Regions from separate parts of the Podarcis muralis genome. Here region 1 is linked to region 2. A link is a contact called in public Hi-C data. All regions are on one chromosome and are shown on one strand. The core of a region is the stretch at or near the end of the contact, and the rest is flanking DNA. Distances in the headings are between cores, read along the strand shown. Region 1 holds the start of RAB9A (RAB9A, member RAS oncogene family). Region 2 holds the start of GEMIN8 (gem nuclear organelle associated protein 8).

Region 1 (5,031 bases), core at 1,778-4,277, 220 kb after region 2:
CACTGCTCTCCACATTCATTACAAATTACATAAGTCATCATTTGTTCATCTGGATTTGCATTTCGTACCCAACCAGGAAGGAAAAGAGCTCCCCTGGCAATTGCAGTAACAGTGCAATCAAATTTTTCACAGCGTCTACATTTTATTTTGTCTGTATGTGTCCCACTGATGCTTTGGGGGAGCTGATGCTCCAGAACAGATGATTCTGTATACGAAGCTCTGAGCTGCTTTAGTTCATCATGTGCCATTTCCATTGTGGACATCTCAGCAAATGTCTTAGGATTCAAAGTCCCTAGAAGCAAGTTACGTTTTAAGTGAGCATTTTTTGGATTCTTCAAGTTAGAAACTTTGCTTCGGATGCAGTTTTTGTATTTTCTGTCGTTTTTAGCATGAAGTACAAAGATATGTTGTTCAACTTCTTCAGCAATCTTGTGGTGCTTTTCACTTGCATTACTTGTTGAGTCAATCAAAGCTTCATAAAGAAGCTCTATACATTTGCATCTCATAGCTGTAGTATGAACCTGAAATGGGCTTGTTTCACTAACAGAACTCACATGCTCTTGAAGTGCAGGCTGAATTGCGTTGTCTTTTTGCACATTACTTCCAGTATCTTGTGGATGGTTTTCTGATAGCAGGCAACTCTTGGAACTGGCAGGGCCTAACATCTCATGCTGATTCGGTTTTCCAGAAGTGTTTGCATCCGCCAGGACTACGTTAAGGGGATCAGAATCTTCTTTTGCATTATCAGGTAATATTGGCTTAATTTGTATGCATTGATTGTAATGATGCTTATAAAGTGTTTTCCACTTCGATAGTAAATGCTTTGCCTTATTTTTCAGTACCACAGAGGGACAGTTCTTGAGGATTCTAAACACAGCTTTGGCAATATCTGTTTCCTGTAGACAGTCTACAGTCATGTCAACAGTTTCAAGATACACAAGATGACTTCCAATATCTTCGTATTTTTTTTCAGAGAGCAGGTTTTCTATACAATTAGCTCTAGTCATGAAAACTTTTTTGTAAGACATTTCAGATCCTGTAATGAAAGAAGCAGATTCATCTTTTCTACAGCCACTACAGAATTGTATTAAGGGCAGAAGTATAACAGAAGAGCTCCGATTCAGATAATTTCTCAGATGACACAGGGTCTTTCTCAAAACCTATTCTATAAAATGTTTCATAGAACGCTAGATACGAATGTCATTGCAATGTTTGCACCTTCAATAGTGATTAACACACTGTGGTTCTTTAAGGGCAAAAATGCAGAGTGCAAACCTTTTAACTACATAAAATAAAAAGGGCTTGTAATCTTATTCACTCACTGAGCTCACTGGGGCTTACCTTTAAGTAAACATAGAACATCTGTACATTATGTAATTGAAGTGTTAATAATTGCACCCTGTGATATCTTTTAAGCACAGAATACTGTGATAGGTATTTCAGCTTTCATAAGGCCACAGTAGAGACTGTCTACCAAGCATAGAACACAACCAAATGCAAAATGCATCTCATGGGAGCTGTTCAGCTGATAGGAAGAAGAAAAACAGTGGGCTTGGCAACAAAAACCCAGCAAACGGTGATTCGAGGGTGTGCTGAATCCTAGTTATACAAACATGGAATCCCGGGGCTCCTACATTTTATCAGGTAGACTTTACAAAATGCTGTTTGCAGAATTCTTAACTCCACCCATGTAAAAAACTGAATGACCGTAAAGCCACTTGCCAACATAATAAAAGCATGACAATCATTGAGAGGAAAACCATTTGTCCCTCAATACTTTTAGACATAGTGATTCTTGAGTCGTGTCACATTTAGAACCTCTTCAAAGATTGCTGTTCTTCATTTGCTCCTTGTACAGAAAGCAAGGCTCGCAGTGTCAAATGGAGGGAACAGATTGGGTGTGTGCAAGCAAAAGCAGAGCTCCAGAGCCTGCTGCCAATACTCTGCTTGCATAATGTGAAGCAGAGAGGGCCCTTAAGAATGTGCAGAGTACCTTCCGCCACAATTTATTAGCATCCATAAGTCACTCTTTCATTCACATATACCCACAGGGGGAAAGGCTTCTTCAGTGTCAGTGTGACTTCCACAGAGACTTAAACTTCAAGCTAGAAAGAAAAGAAAGGAAAAAGTTTCCCACTTCTATGGGGAAGCTTTCAAACATCTGAAAACTAGTTGGCAAATGCCAACCAGTGGCAACTTCCACCCTCACTGTATCTCCATGCTCGGGGATAAAATATTAGAAGTTCTTTAAATGTATTTATTTGGTTTTTCAGATTAAAATTTTACAGTCACATATTCAACATACAACATAAAAACAAGATTCCAATGAATCTCTTTTACTTCCCTCCTCCCCTTTGTGAGTCCTATTGTTAATCATTTCCTCCTGCATCTTTTATAATAATCCAAATCTTTTATCTCTCCATTGTATCCAAAATTCACCATTAAACTACAAGTGATATTCCAATCCTACTAACGATTTTAACTGTTTACAGTGGTCTTTAAGAAAAGTTATATATTTTCCCAATTCCTTATTAACATTTTGGTTTTCCTGATTTCTGTTTCTTCTGGTCATTTTAGCCATTGCATCTCCATGCTCGGGGCAGGGGATATTTGAAGTTCTGCCTCTCAAACAACTCCTTGGCAAGCCCACTTTAGCCTGCCAGGGAAAACAAAACAAAAATAGGCGACAGCCCTGACGTCTGAACGCAGACGATCCATTCCCAGGCTCAGCAAACCTGGGAGAGAGACCCAAACCCTGGACAGCTGCTTGCAAACCGTGCGGACAACACAAAATTACATGGGCCTATGCTCAGACCCGGTATAAGGCAGCTTCCTCTGTTCGGCGGGCCACATTCCTCCGAGGTGGCATCCACAAAGGGCCGGAGCAGCTTCCGGAGGGAGGGATGGGGGGGCGGGGACAGGGAGACCCCGCAACACACCGGCGTTGCAAACCTCCCACCCGGAACAGCGCACGTAGCAGCGCGCGAGCGCACTTTCCGCTTACCTGGCCCGAGCAGCTTCCTCCGCCTTCCCCGGCCCCGCCCCTCTGGGGGAAGGGCGCACGGTGCGCGCGCGCTCCCGCTCTTGGCTCTGGAGCCTCGGCAGTCGAGGAGGCGCGCGAGGCGCGCTTGGGACTTGGCGGGTCGCTGTTGTGAGGCGGTCGAAGCGCACAGGGCATCTTGTTGGCGCGCAGGCGCTCTCTCCCTTTGCCCAGATACTGAGGGTTGTGACAACTCAATCTACCCCACCAATTCTCGTGCAAGCCGCAACACGTTACTTCACAACACGTCGAAACACGAAAAGCACAGCACAATTAAGGAGGGGTTTTTTTGCTGCTCTTAACGATAGAAATACAGACTGTACTCAGACCGTACTCCTCCTCTCCACCGCAAAGAGGCTTATGTAATGAATGGATGGATGGATGGATGGATGAATTAATCTTTATTTGCGTCAGCCATCGGCCATAGCAATAAAACAACAATACGATATACAAAGAACAGAAATAAAAAGTCAATTATATAAAATACATGTTAGGGTTATGAATCAACAGTCAAATTGTGGATCTTATTCTGATTCTCCCAGCTAAAAACCTTGCAACCTTTGCTGTCACCTGCTCATCTTGATCTGCCAAGAGAAAGGACTCTATGGCAGTGGCTGGGCGACTCGGAATGGACAATAAAAGAGGGGTGATAATTTCATTCCTCAAGTGTTTGGAAAGAGTGGAAGCCAGAAGGGCTTATGTAAAATACAACTACCTTTCCAACTAATTGGCCTCTTCATTGCAGTTTAGGAAATTGTACAAACTTCACTTTTTTAGTGCATGAATACTTCTGCAAAGTTAAAGCTGCATTAAGAATGAAGCTAAAGGTAGTTTCACTTTCTGAGCAATTGCAATAAAGACTTCTTACTTTCTTCATTGGGGATACCAAGCACTTTTCCCAAAGGCAAAGAGACCCATACTGAAATAACTTTTTAAACTACAATAGCAGTGATTTAGTGCAAAATCACGCCAGAGAGACAAAACTGTTTTATGCCTTCATCTGCAGGATCGAAGTCTGGATATCTACTGCCCTCTGCTGGTGTTGTATAGTCCAACATTTAGAACAGCTGGAAGCTGCACTAAAATCAGTAAAACTTTTGGATGTTTTTGCTAAAGGCACTGGTAATTTGCAGGGGAAGCAGAGGATTCCCACGGGCTGTACATCTACATGCATCGCTGTATTGTATATTACAATATCAAAATATTCTTTTCACCTATGCACCAGACAAAGTGGCTTCAAATGTACCAGAACGGAATGGGGATGATGATGATGATGATGACAATGATAATTTTATTATTTTTTTCCCACCCATCTGGCTGGGCTTCCCCAGCCACTCTGGGTGGCTTAGTCAGACATACAGCTAGGATGCAATACTATACCATCTTAAAGGTAAAGGTAAAGGACAGTTAAGTCCAGTCACAGACAACTCTGGGGTTGCGGTGCTCATCTCGCTTTACAGGCCGAGGGAGCCGGCGTTTGTCCGCACAGTTTTTCCAGGTCATGTGGCCAGCACAACTAAGTCACTTCTGGCAAAACCAGTGTTTTTAACCATAGTGCAGAAAGTGCCCATGGACATCAATCTAAACACAGAAACCTTTTTGCATATTATAGTGAGGATGCAAGACTGTGGAGTCTCGTGTGAGTTACCACTGGCGACTTGACCATAGTTGCCTGTTACACTGGTGGGTACCAGCTGAGACAGAGCAATAAAAATAAAGGACCCCATCTGGGACATAGGAGTAACTAAGGAACAATAAACTGGCATGTGACTCTTTTGATCCACAACTTAAAAGGATGACTGGGGAGTTTCAAATGGTTATCCCCTTCCAGCCTCTTACTTTTTGGCTTTCTCCTGCTGGTTCCATAGTGTCTTCTTTCTACCTCCTTTTATCTGCACATCTCGCCACTTGCCAGCCTTCTCCTCTCCCACCCCGCACAGGTTGACAAAGTACATTTTAATTCCACATATTCCTCCCACAAGCCATCTCTC
Region 2 (5,094 bases), core at 1,021-3,520:
CTGGCTGAGGGAGCCGGTGTACAGCTTCCGGGTCATGTGGCCAGCATGACTAAGCCGCTTCTGGCGAACCAGAGCAGCGCACGGAAACGCTGTTTACCTTCCCGCCAGAGCGGTACCTATTTATCTACTTGCACTTTGATGTGCTTTCGAACTGCTAGGTAGGCAGGAGCAGGGACCGAGCAACGGGAGCTCACCCCATCGTGGGGATTCGAACCGCTGACCTTCTGATTGGCAAGCCCTAGGCTCTGTGGTTTAACCCACAGTGCCACCCGCATTCCTTATGCAGAATGATATTCTGCATTATATATGAGTCTTTTTGTTACACTCCTGAGTCTGTTTGTCCAGGAGACAATTGTTATTGATAGCTTGTTGTAAATAATCATCTCCTAAACTCATGACTATTAAATGAAGGTGTTTGGGGGTCATTAGTCCACCCCCCCTTTTGTTTTAAAGTAGTGTCATTTTGCAGAGCTATTAACAGTCTGTGAAAGCCAACTCTCCAGTTCCTTGATGTTATACTGCCTCCTGTCTATCAGGCTGAAGAGGGTTGATGGAAACTATAGAACCAATTAAAACAAGACCGTAATGATAGACTTTGTTCAATACTCTATTAAAGAAAGCAGAGCGGCTGCCAGGCCTGTAGAGATCAAAGATTTCTTTTCAGTTTGCATGCAATTCCACTTCTGTAATTGCTTGGAGACCATTCGGCTGCAAGCAAATGCTGTCTGTATTAGCTTGAAATGTCAGCAGCAATGAAAACATCATCAGAAATATACAAACATTCAGCTTTAGGTCAGTAGGACTCTCAACAAATGTGCTTACTTATGCAGCAGGTCTGCCTTCTCCAACTTAGCTGTTGGATTTAAACTCTCATCCTCCCACCAGCATTCAAGGTCAAAAGCTAATGGGGTGGTCAAGCAATATTATATATGTATTTTACCCAAAGATGCAAAGATTGCCAGCGTGTACAAAGTATTCCTATTTATTTATTTATAAATTACACTGGCTTTGAGGATAAGCATTCAAAAGGCAGCTGACAACACACCAAGGCATGCCAAGGCTATAAAATGCACCAAAGCAAACATAAACTCACTAACTAGACTAAAACAGGAGTGGGTAGGTCCACAGTACCTTGGGGGTTAATCTGTCAAGGGGCACATGCTGGTAGTGGGTGGAGTCAGAACCAAGAATGGATGATGTGCCCCTTCTCTGTTTCTCTGTGTTTGTGTGTGATTCCTTTTCTCCCCCTCCTCATTATACACATGAAATTAGCCATAGGTTAATTTTCCAGTTCATCAGAGAATACCACCCCAAGAGCAGTTTAAAATTGTACAAATGTTGCATATATTAAATCAGGAGTGAGGAACCTCCAGCCCAGTCCTAATTAGGCCCATCAGGGATCCTAATTCGGCTCACAAAGTGGTTTTCCCAAGCCACAACCACTTGTCTCATGTTTGGTGTCACATAGGACCCCGGTTGTGCAGGAATCTCTGAACAGTTATGGAACAGAACTCCTCTCTCATTCCTATGCACAGCTTTGTGAAGTGTGGCAATGGTGAGGATTGCCTTTTGTCATAGTGATGGGCAGTGCTTTTTTTTTTAAAAAAAAATATTGTTTAGGGTTACTCTCATTTTCCTACTCACATTGAAATACTGCCCTGTAATGAGGCCTAACTTAAGATTCACAAAATGTTTAGGGGTATGGGTACCCCTGTGTACCCCCAGGAAAAAGCACTGGTGATAGGTGAGACACCTTCATCCCCATTCCTGTTTGGCTCAGTCTTTCTGAGCTTCCTTGAAACTTTGGACAAAGCTCAATGTTGTTGTTTGCTTTGGTGTGTGTGTGCATTCTTTTCAAGTTATTGTCCTCTGGGAGTCATAGCTTGTAAGTTATGGCACACGATGACACTTTTCAGTGTGTGTGCACACAGACGCCAAGCCTGACCATTGGGCTGGGAACCTCTGGCCTTCCAGATGTTGAGACTACAAATCCCTGCCTGTAGGTCATGCTTACTGGAGCTGATTATTACTATTATTATTAATTACCTGCCTTTCACTGTTAAGGCGGGTTAGGGCATTAAAACACAATGTATTAAAAGCACACACACACCCACACACCCCGGAACTGTAATTTTCCCGAGCTGCAATTCCCAGCACCCTGAGCAAACTACAGTTCCCAGGACGTGGGGTGGGTGGGCGCCTGCGTTGGACGTGCTTTTAAAGCACGAACCATAGACAGCCCATTCTCTTTCCGGGCACAGCGTTACTCGCTGCCAATCCAGCAGATGCCGCCCTCGGCCCGCGAAAGAAACGCAGCTCAGGCGCTTGGCTTCTCCGTATCAGCGAGGCTCCACCTCTTCCCTTTCCCCGCCTGCAGGAAGGAAGAGCCGGGCGCGGCGCGGTCTTCGGTTCTTGCTGCGCGCCCTGCGCTCGAAGTATGTTTACCCCGATCCCAGCCGGTTACTTTTGCTTCCTGGGGGGGCGGGGGGGGGGGGCTTTGCCGGTGCCGCTCCTGAAGCCTCTCCAGCAGAGAAATAGACCAGGAGTTCCCAAGGGCAGGTGCCTTGCTGCCCACGCGGCTCTTGCCGAGGGGAGGGATCGGATCCTGCTCTTTCCCTCATCCTGTTCCCATCGCCCCGTGGGAATTCGCTTCCCCGAGTTAATGGGAGGGCACGCAATGCCTTAGAGCAGGCTTCCTCAACCTCGGCCCTCCAGATGTTTTGAGACTACAATTCCCATCATCCCTGACCACTGGTGCTGCTAGCTAGGGATCATGGGAGTTGTAGGCCAAAAACATCTGGAGGGGCGAGGTGAGGAAGCTTTCCTGAGACCCAGCCAGACCATTTGGGCGTCTAATCTCTAACTTTGGCCACACCAGCCTTTCCCAACCAAGATGTTTTGAGCCATGGCTAAGGGTACCCAGTTGAGGAGAGGTGGTCTGTTCTGGGCTGCTGCCCTCAAAATACTTGCAGAATATATCAAGGATGCTCCTGAGGCCTTATTGCCTTCTGCTCTTCAAGGTGAAGGGGATTAAGGTTGGGCAGCTGGTTTATAAACAGAAGTGCTGTATTATTATTATTATTTTTAAAAAAATTAAGCAGCCCACTGTATATGATACCGATTCTCCTGAAGACTTGCTTGGCTAGGAGAAAGCTACCCCTGGTGGACGTCTGCCTCCTAGGCAGCTGTTAATTTATTGCTGGCATATATTGAGAACAACGTGTGATGCCGTGGCTAGATTACAGAACTGAGACTGGAGAGCCAGGTTCAAATTTGTATTCAGCCCTGAAGCTCATTGGGCGAAGTTACATATAAAATGGGTGAGGAATGAACTGTTGCAAGCCACCCTGGTGGAAGGGTGGGTTAAAAATGCAATTACCGTAAGTAGATGAAATGAAAAATAAAATCAGAGGTGTTGTGGGGCATGGAGTCTGGCAAGTCTACTGTAAGTGACAAATCTTTAAAACTGAGGTGCTTGCTTTATTGTGCTACTTTTGTTTATGTAAACATCCCATATATTGAGCAGAACTAGTTATGGTTAGTTTCCAGGGCAGGGGTTGCTTGTTTGTTTATTTAGAAATCCAGAATTCAGGAAATGGTGTGTGGTATATTTATTGCGGGTGGCATAATACATCTTTTCCATTCATACGCACATTTATGTCTTGGCCTTGGCATAATAACTCTGCTGTAGTGGTTAGAGGGTTGGATTAGGACCTGGGAGACCAGGGTTCAAATCCCCACTCAGCCATGAAGCTCACTTGGGTGACCCTGGGCCAGTCACAGTCGCTTTGGTTGACCTACCTCACAGGGTTGTTGTAAAGATAAAATGGGAAGGGGGGGGGAATCATGCCTTGAGCTCCTCTGAGGGAAAGCGCCATATAAATGCAATAATTAAATATAAATCACTAACTTAGGTGGTGAGAAAATAGAGTGAAGCTGACATGGGGCAACTGCTATTTTTTTAAAGTGAGAGATTTTGGCTAGGAACAATTGTACAGTGGTACCTCAGGTACCACTGTACAATTGGGACACAGGTGGCGCTGTGGGTTAAACCACAGAGCCTGGGACTTGCCGATCAGAAGGTCAGCAGTTCGAATTCCCACGACGGGGTGAGCTCCCGTTGCTCGGTCCCTGCTCCTGCCAACCTAGCAGTTCAAAAGCTCGTCAAAGTGCAAGTAGATAAATAAGTACCGCTCTGGCGGGAAAGTTCGCTCTGGTTCTCCAGAAGCGGCTTAGTCATGCTGGCCACATGACCCTGAAGCTGTACACCGGCTCCCTCGGCCAATAAAGCGAAATGAGCGTCGCAACCCTAGAGTCAGTCATGTCTGGACCTAATGGTCAGGGGTCCCTTTACCTTTACCTCGGGTTATGAACTTTACCTCGGGTTGCAAACTTTGCCCCAGGATGCGAACGGAAATCACATGCTGGAGGCCCCATTAGCGAAAGCGCGCCTCAGGATAAGAACAGTTTCAGCTTACGAACAGACCTCCAGAATGAATTAAGTTCATAACCAGAGGTACCACTGTATCCTCTTTCTGGTCTTTATTGCTGATAAGCCCACATATCAAAGAAATATGGGGTCTAGGTAACATTTTAATTTCCAGTTAAGAAAGCATTGCATTCTGTCTGTCCTACCCTTCCTCTTTTATGTCTTTCAAAAATGAAAGACAAGCAAATGACCATAAATATGGTAATATCCTAGAAGACAATGCAACCAACCTAACTACATTTACTAATCAGATATCTGCCAGTCTTTTGAGGTGTTCGTCGCTACAGTTCATCCTTTAGGCTGCACTCCAGTACCCAATTTCCTGTGAATAAATCCTGTTGAACACACCAGGGCTTACTTCTGAGTAGACATACATAGGATTGTGCTTGTGTGAGTCAGATTTCCAGTGCCAGTGTTTCAGTAGCCTGAACTACTTGCCCCTCCTCAAAGCTAACAAGCAAAATGAGTTACCCAAATACATATCTGCACACTTGCCCCTCCCTCCCAAAAAGTGTGTGACATATTGCATGGTTCAACTTTTCTTTATGCAAAATTTGGGTCACTTTGGTCCTGGTTTTCCTTTTAAATACATGTTATGTGCAGTC

The links. Hi-C and Micro-C count contacts between places; a contact is called where the count stands out from the background.
Region 1: a Hi-C map of blood shows a contact between it and region 2, with 4 times the contacts expected there. The contact joins the promoter of RAB9A here to the promoter of GEMIN8 in region 2. A contact is called at or near these places in 2 of 3 Hi-C or Micro-C datasets (blood and tail).

What each region holds. Positions count from the first base shown.
Region 1 is chr4:67,623,759-67,628,789 of rPodMur119.hap1.1, forward strand. RAB9A (RAB9A, member RAS oncogene family) reads right to left here and starts at 3,028. Exons shown (of 3, transcript XM_077927502.1): 1 at 3,005-3,028. TCEANC (transcription elongation factor A N-terminal and central domain containing) reads right to left here and starts at 3,078. Exons shown (of 2, transcript XM_028727678.2): 1 at 3,005-3,078; 2 at 1-1,036. The coding sequence starts at 1,028.
Region 2 is chr4:67,406,694-67,411,787 of rPodMur119.hap1.1, forward strand. GEMIN8 (gem nuclear organelle associated protein 8) reads left to right here and starts at 2,271. Exons shown (of 3, transcript XM_028727665.2): 1 at 2,271-2,435. The coding sequence starts at 2,286.